3 separate regions of the Triticum aestivum genome follow, and all the other regions are linked to region 1. A link is a contact called in public Hi-C data. All regions are on one chromosome and are shown on one strand. The core of a region is the stretch at or near the end of the contact, and the rest is flanking DNA. Distances in the headings are between cores, read along the strand shown.

Region 1 (4,481 bases), core at 535-3,034:
TCCCTCTTCTCTGGCTCCCGGGTAGCCTCCTGCTGCGCACCAGCGGTGGCGGTGGCGGTGCTGCTGGCGCCACTTTCGGCCACAGCCGACACCGACACCGACGGCTTCGCATCTGATCTCGCCACCGGAGGCACTTCAGGCCTTGAGGGCGGCTCTGCCGTGTCCGGTTTTGCTGGGCTCGCCGGGCGGTTCTCGTTGTCGTACTTGACGAGCCGTGGCCGCTTCCTCTTTGGGGCTGGCAAAAGCAGTGAGGAAGTTTATTAGACCCCACAAAACCAAAATTAGCAACAAAAAATCATTGCAAGATTAAAATTGACGAGCTGCCTACCTATAGTGGTGAGAGAGGCTGAATCTGCCGGCCGGACGCCAGATGACGACGGAGCCGGCGAAGAGTTCCCGGACTTGGCCTCCGGCGCGTCCTTCTGCTCCGGCTTGTGGTTCATGTTCTCCTGCTTGGGAGGGCAGGGGAACTGCCGCGTCAGGCCAAATAGCACCTCGGCGACCTCGATCTCCTCCTGAATGAACGATGGCGACTTGGAAATCTTTGCTGGTGGCGGCTGAGGCGGGGCTGCCGAAGGAGCTGAGGCCGGCGACGGCCGCTGCTTCGGTACGGGCCCAGAACCGCCGCTGCTCCCACCGCCGCCAAGTGTTTTCTGCGAGACACCGGAGAGAGAGGGAAATCAGTAAGGGCAGGAGTTAAGAATCATGAGGGGAGATGGATTCTGTCGGCCTGAAAAACGCACCAGCTTTTTCCGAACAGGGGCGGTGGCCGATGTGGAAGCCGGCGAGATCGGCCGTGAAGAAGGCCGCTGGATCTGCGAGCCGTCTACAGCGGCGCCGCCGCCGCTTCCACCGCCGGGGCCTGTCCACTCGTGCGAAGACCTCTTGGTAGAAGCTGCGGAAAACACGAGGAACGCCGGTGAGATTAGGGAAACAGAAGCGGCAAGAAGGGTGAAAAATTGCTTGTTTTGCGGTGCATAGCATACCTGAGCGCGCCTTCCTCGGGACTGGAACGCCGATCATTTCGTCGGCGGCCTTCCACACTATGGGGCCCTTGGGATTGGAGCCCCCCTTCCGGTGCATCTGCTGCTGGCCGTGGTGGTGGTGGTTGTTGTAACCGCCGCCGCCTCCGCCGCCGCTGCTGCTGCTGTGGTGGTGCGCGGCGCTGGGCTGGGGCGGGGACGGCGGAGGCGCCGTGCTGGGCGACCGCCGCTGCACAGGCGGGTACCTGGGCGCGGAGGCGGCGAGCTCCTCGTCGGCGTCGTCGTCGTCGTCGCCGAGGCTGTCGTCGGAGGTGTCGTCGCCGTCGTCGCGCCCGTTGCCGTTGAGCATGAGCCGCTCCCCCCGCCTCCTCTCGGACCGAGGCGAGTCCCTCGGGCCCGCGCCGCCGGAGACGCCGCCGCCGTTGCTCCTGAGCCGCCGCCGCGGCGGTGGCGCCCCGCCGGACATGGCCAGTGCGGCCCTCCTGCCTTCCCGGATCCGCTCCATGTCAGATCTGAGGCATGCGCCTCCGATCTCCCTCCTAGTCGTCGCCGCGTCGCCGGAGTCCGGCAGACACCGCCGCCGCCGCGCAGATCCACGCACCAACCGCCTCAACAAGGCAGAGGGAGAGCCCGCCCTCCTTCTCCTTCCCCTCGCGCTCACGAGTATCTCCTCCCTCTCCCTCTCTCGATGCTACTCCTCTCCTAGAGGAAGAGTGCTCTCCTCTCGTCTCGTCTCCCTCGGCTGGAAGGAAATGGCTGCTGCTTCTCTGGTCTGGTGTGGCCTCCTCCCCTCCCCTTGTGGCTCGCTTTCTAGGCCTCATCCTCTTTTTGTCGCTGCCCATGCCCGCATCCGACGGCCAGGATCCGCCCGACGCATCCGACGGCCCCGCCCCCGCGCCTGCCACCGTGGCCGCCCCCACCGCCTAGCACCCAACGGAACACGCGATAAAATCTCGTGGACGCTTCCTTACGCAACAAGCATGGCCCGATGACCGACACGTGGCGGTGCGCCCGAGCGGGGTGAAACCCCGAACCGTCCACGGGTGGGTGGGTGGCTGATGGCGCCACGCCCATTTGTTCCCTTCCCTAACAAATTTTTTTATCCTCTAGTAAAAACTTAACACTCGTTACACTCCACGCAAAATAAATAAAGTAAAGGAATAAAGAAATGGCGCTACGCCATCGATCGGCTTTGGCCCGGGACCACCACGCGCGGGTCCGCGTGGATGGGCCTGATCTGGACAGTGCGGAGGGTTTCACCCGGCTGACGTGGCGCCTGCGCGCACCGGTCGCTGCGGGTGGGTTAAAAGGGCACGAGGAAAGTCTCTCCAGGCAGGCAGTGGAGGCGGGTGGGCCCCACAGCGGGCCCGGGTATCTCTCCGTCTCATCCGCTTTCCTATTCTTTTCTTTTTCTCTTTCGCATAACGTTCTGCTCGTGGGCTCAGACGTGGCGGGGCGGGGTGACGTACGTGGGGCCCGCCGGCCACCAACCTTCACCGCACTACTGCCCTACTTCTACTCTCAATGGATTAAGATATTCCTTAAAAACACCCACTAGTTTAAGCTAAATTCTAAAAAGTGCACGCGCACTATTCAGACGAGTCGAGCGGCCGGCTCCTGGCCGCACGATCTCGCTCCTATCGTCCCGCGCGTTGGTCAGGTGGTACCTGGTCGGGGCGGTTTCCCGATCCGACGCCGCTCGACGAAGCCCATCTGTTCTTATCCATTCGTCCCGTCCAGCCATAGCGCTCGCCGCTCCGGAGAGCTTCTTCCACGTCGTCTCGCCCAAGGCTGTCGGTGCCGTCGTGGACTAGGTGCTCGCCTCCTTCCCCTCCTCCATCCTGCCCTCCGAGCTCTTATGCTCCCTCCGCCGCTCCTTCCCCAAGGCACATGACGACGGTCACGGCCATCTGCTCCCCCGCCCCGGCTCCCCCAAGGACCCCCCCTGTGAGCGCTGCTCGTGAGGGCCTTCCCACCGCTAGCTCCTCCACCGGTAGGACGCCCAGCCTAGCCGGCTCAAGCAACAGGCGGCATGTCACTAGCCCAAGCATGTACCATCTTCTCGATTGAATAGAAGATTTGATAGAGATCTCATCGTTGTTTTGTGTATGCAGCTGCTGCTACGAGCTTGCTCTAGCCGGGAGCTTGCTCTAGCCGGGAGAGGACAGGAGGAGGAAGCGCGGGTGGAGGATCTTGTCCAGTCTGGAGCAAGAAAAAGAAGAAGATTGCTAGGAATGGAGTTCTTCCGTGTGCCGCTATTTTTGCTCTTTGCTCAGTGCATTCATGTTGAGTCTAACAAGACGAGCACAAGTTGGAGTGTTGCCGTTGCTTTGGTCACGGTGTCACTAAAGTTTTGTTGGCTTGTAATATAGTCTAGTTACACATACATTGATATTTAGTTGGCAGAAAAACTAGTTGCACACATATATGCTCAGTTTGGCTTGTAATTTAGTCTAGTTACACATATATTAATGTTAAATTGGCAGGACACTACTTGCACACACATATGCGCAATTTGACGCGGCAATGTAGTCTAGTTGCACACACATTGATATTTATTTGGCAGGACTAGTTACACATATATGCTCAATTGGCTCGGCAATATTGTCTAGTTGCACACATATTGATGTTTAGTTGGGAGGACTATTCGAACACCCATATGCTCAGTTGGCGCAATAATGTAGTCTACTTGCACACACATTAATATTTAGTTGGCAGGACTATTTTTGGCACACACATATGCTCAGTTGGTTTGTAATTTTGTCTAGTTGCACACGCATTGATGTTTAGTTGGCAGGACTATTTGGCACACACATATGCTCAGTTGACTTGTAATTTTATCTAATTGCACACACATTGATGTTTAGTTGGCAGGACTATTGGCACAGTTGGCTTGTAATTTTGTCTAGTTGCACGCACATTTGATGTTTAGTTGGCAGAAGGACTATTAACATACACATATGCTTAGTTGGCGCGGCATGTAGTCTAGTTGCACACATATTCATATTTCTTGCAAGCATATCTCCTTCTGCTTGCTAGTACTTGGCTACATGCAATTCATATGAGCCCTCATATTAGAAGGATCCTATAAGCACATGCATGTGTTGCATGCTGTTTGGAGTAGTTTTCTCTTTGATGGTTAATTAGCCCAGTTAGCCATTGGAGTTCATCCAATTTGGCTCTTTATTTAGTACTAGTTGATCATTGTAGTATTCCTAGTTGGATATGAGCACAGAGAAACTTGCACATTATGGCTATACTTAGTTGGCAGCTTTAATTATCTTGTTTCTTCACAGTCGCATGTTTTGTTGGCCTCTCTAGCAGTTGTACTTGTACAAGAACCTCATAGTAGTTGGCTCCATTTATCATGCAAGTTTCTTTTCATGTACAAAACTGATTTAAGTTGGCACCCCTACAGTTCGTACTTGCATATGAACTTTACAGTAGTTGGCATCCATACAAGGCATGGTTGCACATGAACCTTATACTAGTTGTCAT
Region 2 (4,481 bases), core at 1,028-3,527, 400 kb before region 1:
CGGTGCCTGGGAAGAGAAAGAAGTTTAGCTCTCTTCTTATTTTGTTATGTCGCAATAGGCCAGCCCAAGATTTCTAGGTGTTTTATGGTCTCTTTTTATTTTGAGCATATGCATGTCTGTTCATAACAGCAATGATTTTGATCATCAACGTGCTTGCTCGTAAAAATTACAAGAAATTGGTAGCATCATGTGTTGTTTCATTAAAGGGAGGTGAAACAACAACACCAATTATTTGCACTTGGTGCTAAATGCAATGGCTTGGCAAAATAACTTACTGTGTTGATTAATGTTTGGTTTTTCTTTTTTCTTTTTCATTTGAATAGCATTGCCGTAGATATCCATTTTACATAACATGTTTGAAAATTTGAAAATTTCCAAGTTACTCTATAGTGACAATGTAATTTTTTGTTAAGAGGTTCTAAGGGTTAATTCTTTTTCTGAAAGTTATCCTTTATCTAGACTAAATGGTTGTCGTCTGAGATGAAACAATGTGTTTACTGTACCAAGAAGGGGATGTATGCATTGTTCCTATATCCAAATTAGCCAAATTGTAATTTCTTATATGGAGGCTCTTTGCAATACATCTTGGGGCAACGTGCAAAATTTATGTTGGACTCATGAGTCGGTGCGGTAAAGCGTGCATGTTGCTTCTAGTTTTATTGTTAACCATGCTATGGTCCAAACTCCTTTTTATTCTGCTCATATGATATTGCTCATCTTTTGTTTTCTGTCCCGATGCCTCATGTATTTATAAAAAAATGCAGGTCATGTATTTGAAAAATGTTCAATGTGTATAAAAATGGTTCTAATGTAATAGAAAAATGTATGATACGTACGGAACTTTTTTGAAATTAGAACCTATGTTTGAAAAAAGTTTGTTTAGGATGTACCTGGAAAGTGTTAAATGTGTATAAGAAAAATGTTGCTTATGTATACAAAAAATGTACAACTTGTATGAAAAAATAGATATTAGAATATATATATATATATATGAAAAATTGTTAATCATGTACTTGAAAAATGTTGAACGTATATAAGTTAAATGTTTCCACTATATATATAAAACGTCCATTTTTTATTAAAAAAGACAGACAGCAAAACTTATATCTGAAAAAGGTTAATCATGTATTTTCAAAAATGTTTAATGAGTATATAAAAATGTTCTTATTGTATTAAAAAAATATAATATGTATGAAAAAGTGGAACTCAAAAAAAATTATTGTGAATCATGCATTTTAAAAAGATAAGCCCATATAATAACAAATATGTATAATCCGTATGAAAAATAAAATAGGCATCAAAAAATATATTTGAAAAAAATATTAATATTATATTTAAAAATTATTTAACATGTACAAGAAATGTATCTAATGTATACGAAAAACTGTAGACTTGCGTTAAGAAACCTGAAGAAAACCAAAATGAAGAAAAGGAAAAAAGCTAAAAAGTGAACGAAGAAACATAGATAACCAAAGAAAAAACTAAAAAGAAAACAAATAAAACCAAAAACCACAAAAAATAGAAGAAAACCCGAAAACCCATTGCAAAACAGCCCAAAACCATACTACGGTACTGGGCCGGCGAGGGGAGCATGCATCTCACTACAGGCCAGATATAGCTCCCACCGCAATTGCTATGTATCGCCCGTACTTGATATATAATAGGGCTCGCCCACAGTCGCTACAGTACCAGACCGGTCCATTATTGCGTGTTGGCACATTTGCTTCGCCGGTCGTCTGTTTAATTTTTCCTTTTTCTGTTTTCTTCAGTTTTGTATATTTATTTTATGGTTTTTATTCGTTTTCTCCGGTTTGTTTGGAGTTTTCATTTTTCCTATGGGTTTCTTTGTTTTCTTTCATCAGTTTCCATCAATTATCTCTGGTTTTATTTTTAAAATCCCTTTTATATTTTTAACACATGTCTACATTTTTCATACGCATTGTATATTTTTTTCCTGTACGTTAGGAATATTTTTTACACATGTTTAACTTATTTCAAATACATGATTAACATTTTTCTAGTATATGTTTTTACGTCTAATTTTTTTCACACAAGTTTTATCATTTTTATTGTACAAATAATGTTTTTATAAATGTTTCATAATTTTCAAATACATTTTTTACCAAAACATGGTTTGAAATTTTTTTGAATGCACGTTGGAAATGTTTTTTAATAATAAAAACATTTTTATGAACTATGGAAAAAGAATCTCTCAAGTTTTACGCACGGCCCATAAGAAGGCACCAAGCATTCATGATCTGCGAAATAATTGGAGTCCAGCAGGCGCTACTAGCCCACGAGAGCTCACAAACCTCTTCGGCCATTTCCCTCCTTCCCCTCCTTCCTCTCCTTATCCACAATTTCCATACCAATCCACAACTCTCCACTCGGCCTTCCCCTCGCTACCACTCCGCCTGCTGCCGCGCCATGGCGCTCCACGCCGTCTCCCCTGCGGCGGCGGCCTCCCCGCCCTGCGCCCTCTCCTCTGCCCGTCTGCCCCAGCGCCCAGGTTGCTCCTCCTTCCCCCGCGCTTTCCCGCTTCGTTGAAACCCGCGAGTGTCATCCGTATTCTGCTTTTATCATTCATGGTACGGGTTTCGGCGTAGTAAGCACTGTAGCGCCAAGACGAACCCCAGGTCAGGAATGCGGTGGAATGCAAATGCCGGTGCTTTTATCGCTTCTCCGTTCACGGCACTACCTTTGCATTTAGGTTGCTGTTTGCGTCGAGCCAGCCTATAGACAAACGAAGACTGAATCGGATTTGGAACGGCAAGCTCTATACTCCACTGTGCACTTGGATATGTAATTGAGAGTCATTTCAACGTGCATTTCACAATGCCTGTGGAAAATATGTACTAGTATTACTTTACTTGTGGTTTCAAGCTAATGTCTTCCCCAGGCTGTTGGGATACTAGTATTTCTTTGCACTTAAATAAATAAGATATCAGGAAACCATTGACAGTTGTTATCCTTCACAATTCAGGGTCATTCAGAAGTGACCGAAGCCATTTATAAATCGATGTATCTCACGAAATTCATCACTGGATGTTCATTGTTTGTCGTGGAAAACTGGTGAGATGGATGTAGTAGCTAATGTGGCTCCAAGTAACTAGTTTCTACTCCCTCCGTCCGGAATTAGTTGGCACTCAAATGGATGTATCTAGATGTATGTCAGTGCTAGATACATCTGTTTGAGCATCAACTAATTCCGGACGAAGTAGATAAGAGCAGACTGCTGTATTCACATAATTTCATCAGCAAGGAACAATGTGACAAGGCATCATCAATCATCAGAACATACTGCATTCAACATGTTGTGGTTCTTTCTCAGTACTGCTTCTACCATATTTACATATTCCTACTTGTTTACAAAGCAACCAGAGTACATATTCCTACTAGAACTCAATGTTGGGCAAGGTCTCACCAGAGAATACTGTATTTCACAGGTTGTGGTTGTCTCTCAAACCGTTCATCCCTGTTAAGTTCGTCCACAAACTTCATGAAATTTCAGTCTGGAGCAGTGGGTTTCTTTGGTGTGCCTTTGGTTCTTCAACACTCGGACAAGAGGCGAGTAGTTTTGCATTTAAATATTTCTTATACTTGATGAGCTTCAAGTTAGTCTTCGTTAACTTGTGATTATCATGTATCAGAGCAGTTTTGAGGCATGCCACTAATGAAGAAATTGAGGAAGAAAAGATGATCGTTGAAGAACAAGCTGTAAATAACAATGCAACTCTGTATTAGAAGTGTTAATATTTGCCTTGTAAAGTCTTTTACGCATGGTGCTAACTAGCTGGCACTATGTATTGTCAGAAAGAAAAGATGGAGAAGGCCATTGAAACAGTTCAATCGAACTTCAATACCGTCAGGACTGGGCGGGCAAACCCGTCTATGCTCGACAGGATTGAGGTTTGATGATTATTCCCGGAAATCCCTTTTGGAGCTCGGGCTCCAGTGAGGCCTCCGGATTCAAATTTCAAATTTCATTGAAATTCGTATTTTTACACCTCAAAAAATTCTGAAAAAAATCACAGATATATATGAAGGCATAATACACATGTGTGTAAATTTTCAGTTCAAAATACATTGAAATGAGGGCTGTGCAAAAAAGACAAATCTGGGGCTGTTTAACACATGATACTATCCATCCTCCTAGGCCATGGATTTGTCTTTTTTGTACAGGTCGCAATTCAAGGTATTTCATCATGAATTTTTACACATATGTGAGTTACATCCTTACATACACGCATATTTTTTTTCAGAATTTTTTGAACCATAAAAGTTTGAATTTGAATTTTTCAAAAATAAAGGCCTCCATGGAGCTCGGCCTCCAAAACGCCTTTCTCGATTATTCCTTCTTTTTTTTATATTCTGAAAGTAACAATTGCATGATAGCACCTGTCATTCCGTGTAATGTCCTTTCTGTATCTGTATAACAATTTAATTGGTTTACTCCATAACTAGGCTACGTGTGAACCAGT
Region 3 (4,481 bases), core at 1,015-3,514, 360 kb after region 1:
GTATAATAGGGATGAGGTTGACGATCATTCGCTCGAGGACGACCAAGCGTTGGCAGTCAAAGGCTCTGGCCGCGCCTTCAAAGACGACGATGAGGATCGAGGACAATCGGCCGCACGCCATCACTCTTTAAATATTGTTTAACCCCGTAGCAACGCACGGGTATTTAGTTAGTTTTTATAGAGCATGACATTTTTAACATTTAAATCATGGCATTTTTATTAAGTAGACCATGGTAGTTTTAATTTGGTAAGTTTGGTATATGGTGGTGCGTGTTTTGGCAAGTACGGTTGATTTGATATATTTGATATGTGTGGATGCACTATATTTGGTAAGTCCGTCTGCATGATGAGTATGTGTATGGGTGTTGGATGGCGGACCATCATTCACTAACTCTTTTTTAACAATAGGGACAATAAAGATTTAGAAGCCAAAATAGTACAAAGTTGAGTCTGCAAAATTAGTATAAAGTTAGAGCAACTCCAACGGGGCGACCCAAACGGACGCACGCTTTGTTCGCTTTTCATCCGTTTGGGTCGGCCAAGCGGACGTGCGCGTCCACATTCTCAAATAGGTCGACTTGACCGCCCAACGGGAGGCTGACCCAAATGTGCCGACGCGAAAAAAGAAGAAGAAAAACTCACAGAAAATAAACATAATTAAACATAAGTGGCCGGTCAATCGCCGGCCAAAGTCCACTTAAACCTAATTAAACATTAATTAAAACAAAAAAGGTCTGCGTCGCCCCGCACGCTGCCCTAGAGGTCGTCGACCTTGCCCTTGCCCTTGACGGCGACTCCTGCGCACCTCCTCGTTGTGCACCCGCTCGGTCCGCGGAACCGCCGGCATGGAGATCCGGTCCGGATCCAGATGCCAGTGGTGCGGCAGCGTCACGTCGGGGTAGGGCAGCGGCTGCATGTACTCCCCGTGCCACCATGATTGGTGCATCGGGATGTGCAGACGCCGGTGACCTGGACGAAAACGCGCCGGTGTCGGAGAAGGAGCACGGGAGGACGAGGCGTCGGGCGTGCCCTTGCCCTTGCCCTTGTCGCTGCTGCTACCGAAGAGTCCCATGGCACGCTAGGGTTTGCTGTCGCCGGTGAGGAAGCAAAAGGAGTGGTGGGGGGCAAATGTGGATGAAAGTGGATGAGGCCGGCCCCGTCGCACGCGTGCTTAAAAAAGGATGCTTTCACTGGCTGACCAATGGACCCTCTGTTGGTGGTCGTATAAATAAGACGACGGACGGTAGTTGGCTGGCCTACAGATGAAGCGTGGCGGACGTCGACGCGCCGACGCATTTCAAGCGCAATTTTGGGCCGGAAATGAATCGGCGCGGACGCCAGGCGAACGAGATTTGGGTTTGGGTCAGCGCGTTGGGTCACCACTTTTATTCGCGCCGACCCAAACAGACGCAGGGGACGAAATGAATCGCCCCATTGAAGTTGCTCTTAAGCCACTTATTTTAGAACGCGGAGAGTATCACGCTAAACGATGATAAACCCACAAAGTTCACCGGTACAGAAAAATTGGCACATTTTTCAGTACACGAGTCGAAATTGGCCATCGACGGGAGTACTGATGACCACCGGACAAGCTGGGGATACTCGACCCTCAGAAAAAGAAAAAAGCTGGACGATACTGCGTTCCGAAGTCAGACAGTAAAAGCAGTTACTCCTACAAAGCGGCAGGTTAACCGCGTCAGATCATGCGGCATAACCGCGCGTATAACCAGGAGATTCTTCTTCCCCGAGGAAAAAAAAAACCAGGCGATTCTCCACGGGCACGGAGCAGGCGTGGTCGCGGTGCACCATGTGCTGTCGTGCACCACAGGGCGAGAGAAGAAAAAGGGCGCGCGGTGCGGATGTGGCGGGGCCCGCGCCGAGGATAAGCCTCCTTTTTTTCCGTGATGACAAGCACGAAGAGCGAGCGAGGGATAGAGAAAAAGAAGGAGCACGGGGCCCGCGGCGCGTACTTTTCGCTGCCCGCCAGCCACTGACATGCGGGCCCGACGCCGTGCTGGCGCGGGCCCCGCGCGTCAGTTTCCGTCTTCCCTCTCGGGCTTTCCGTCCGCGGTGGGGGCCTGGTGCGGTTCGGGGGCGGGAAAAGCGTGTGGGGGTCGGGGACCACACGCCGCTCACGTGAGCCCCGGATCTTGCTGGGCAAGGCGAGCCGCGCACGTGGCCGCCGGATCCTCTGCGGCAGCGCCGCGTAGGGTTGTTGATGCTGCCGCCGCTAGGCTGGTCCATCCAGCTGCACCGCACCTGGTCCACGGCCTCCGGTCAGTGACCAGCGTGGTGGGGCCCGCCCAGACCGGACGCCCGAGCGATGCCCCGAGAGGCCTGCGTCGACTACTACGTGTGAATCGCGTAGGCGATGAGATACGTATATACCACGGTGCTGGTACTACTTCTATACGAACATGGAAATGACTGTCGCCGAGCCGGGCAGTGGGCTGTGAGACGTACTGTACGTTTTTTTTTGTTTTTTGTTTTTGCAGACTGAGAGACGTACGTACCCCGCTCTCTCTATGTAAATCCACTTGTATGGAGAATGGTACACCGTACACCGGTACACGACTGTGGCGTTGTTCTTAGGTAAGCATGGCGCGTCGATCTCACTTTTGCCGAGGTTGGCATGGCAGGTCGCTTGTCACTTCACGGTGGAAAAACACTTTTGAGTCTTTGATGAGGCACGTACTATATGTATGTGTCAATGTCATAGTCACCGTGCTTTTCGTACCAATAATGCGTAGATAATACTCCCGGGCCCAGCATGCCTATCTACTTGAGAATAATTAAAATAGAAAACAACATCAACCTGGAAGAGTTCTTTAATAGCAACAGGTCAAGATCCAAAACTTCACAATGCAGCAAGCAGCCTGGAAAGCCAAACAGTCGGCATAGAAATGAGACGCGCGCAAGCAAGCAAGCAAGCAATGTGGTACGGCCGGCACGCTCCGGATAGATAAGCATGATGTGTTTCCGTCCTTGTTGAACGATTCCGAGCATGAATGACATGGACGGAACCACACCACGCAGGCTCTGTCCAAGCATAGCATATACAGACCCCTGCGTCACGGTCGATCTCGAACGGCGCGCCCTGGCTCGAACTCTGCGACGACCAATCCCGCGCCATGCCGGCCCGACGCCGCGCCGATTCACATCTCATCGAAGTCCTCACGTCATCATTGGGTACCCTGCCCTGCCCTGCCAGCAGCAGCAAAATATCGAAGCAGGGAAGGAGCAGTAGTAGTACTTGCCCAGCACCAACAGAAAGAGAGAGAGAGATAGGGGGAAATCCAGACGGTCGCCGCATTGCATTCCGTCGCGCTCCGGCTTAGGCCCTGGCACGCTGGCTCCCTCCCTCTCCCCGTTGACCCGCGGGAAGCTCTCGCCTGAGCTCAGGCATGACGCTAGGGCAATCGCGGAGTCCCAAGGCCAAGCACTGAACGAACCGCGAGGCGAGCGACACCAACGTACCTCACACTCCAACAGCGAGCACCAAGGCACCCCGCCTCCTCCCGCGGCCACCGTCGGTGAAATCTCGCGTGTCGCCGATTTGTTTCACACCGGCAGCAGCCTTCCAATCCGGGGGACGAGACGGCCAGCCGGGCGGCGAGTAGCGGAGGAGCTGGCTGGGCTCCATGGAGAGCGAGACAGATCGAGAGGGGCGCGCGCGCGCCTTTGCACTCGCCACCGCGTGGGTTTTATAATGCCGTTCCTGTTGCCATCAGCTTCCACCGATTTTTCCATATAAAAAACGATCTCTGCACTGTGCGCGTACTTAAATGGGTCGATGGGCTCGCACAGCCAGGTCAATTGTATACTCTGTGGCGGAGTATTTAAAGGCTTGCGGATCGTGTGGGCGCACCACACCACACCCCCGCTGGACTTTCTCTAGTGATGATCTTTGAACGCCACCAAAGGTGCTTGGGCCTTCTCAATCGATTAATCTAAGAGCCCGTTAATCTAATGTTGGACCGAGTACCTAAGCATGAATTTTCTATCTTGGTAGAATTGCATGCATATGCATGATGATGGTGACTAGTTGTAGGAGCTAGTCACTAGCCCTCTGAAAAATACTGTTAATAAGACCTCTCTCAATGCATTGGTGCTAAAGTGGGGTGCTAAGTGCATTAAAATGCTTAGCAACTAATGTCCCCAATGCATCGGTGCTTAGATTTTGTAGCTAAGCCTTCTCTATTTAATTGTTTAGTAATAAAACTCCTTCATGTATTGGTTGGTAGTCTTTTTGTCTAGGTTCACGTGCTTAGCATTGGTTTTTGTTGGGGTCACCATAATCCTCTCTCTTCTTTTTAATTGCTTTGCCACATCATTTTTCTGCCTATGTGGCATCCTTAGCACTTGTACACCGTGGAGCACTGAGAAGGGCCTAAGCTGTCGAACGGTATAAAAAACGTCGCAGCTTTCCAGAATGCACATACTGCCTGGAGTATTTCATTTCGCTCACGGGAAACAATATA

Evidence for each region. Hi-C and Micro-C count contacts between places; a contact is called where the count stands out from the background.
Region 2: a Hi-C map of leaf shows a contact between it and region 1, with 9 times the contacts expected there. The contact joins the promoter of LOC123044486 here to the promoter of LOC123044484 in region 1. A contact is called at or near these places in 3 of 5 Hi-C or Micro-C datasets (leaf and an unstated tissue) and 1 of 1 datasets of contacts at active chromatin or transcription factors (leaf).
Region 3: a Hi-C map of leaf shows a contact between it and region 1, with 9 times the contacts expected there. The contact joins the enhancer-like site here to the promoter of LOC123044484 in region 1. A contact is called at or near these places in 4 of 5 Hi-C or Micro-C datasets (leaf, root and an unstated tissue) and 1 of 1 datasets of contacts at active chromatin or transcription factors (leaf).

What each region holds. Positions count from the first base shown.
Region 1 is chr2B:223,219,823-223,224,303 of IWGSC CS RefSeq v2.1, reverse strand. LOC123044484 (protein TIME FOR COFFEE) reads right to left here and starts at 1,784. Exons shown (of 13, transcript XM_044467225.1): 1 at 987-1,784; 2 at 744-895; 3 at 329-653; 4 at 1-235. The coding sequence starts at 1,488. LOC123044485 (a long non-coding RNA gene) reads left to right here. Exons shown (of 3, transcript XR_006420123.1): 3 at 3,098-3,648.
Region 2 is chr2B:223,615,765-223,620,245 of IWGSC CS RefSeq v2.1, reverse strand. It overlaps LOC123044486 (ribosome-recycling factor, chloroplastic), which reads left to right and starts at 2,277. Exons shown (of 12, transcript XM_044467226.1): 1 at 2,277-2,509; 2 at 3,447-3,567; 3 at 3,651-3,717; 4 at 3,814-3,909. The coding sequence starts at 2,428.
Region 3 is chr2B:222,862,349-222,866,829 of IWGSC CS RefSeq v2.1, reverse strand. No RefSeq gene overlaps it. Among protein-coding and RNA genes, the nearest start is that of LOC123044483, 16 kb to the right of the region's middle. Within about 2 kb of position 2,264, at least 8 of the 8 cell types and tissues checked have an H3K27ac peak or open chromatin away from gene starts, as enhancers often do. A contact at or near this core is called in leaf and root, where this site is marked.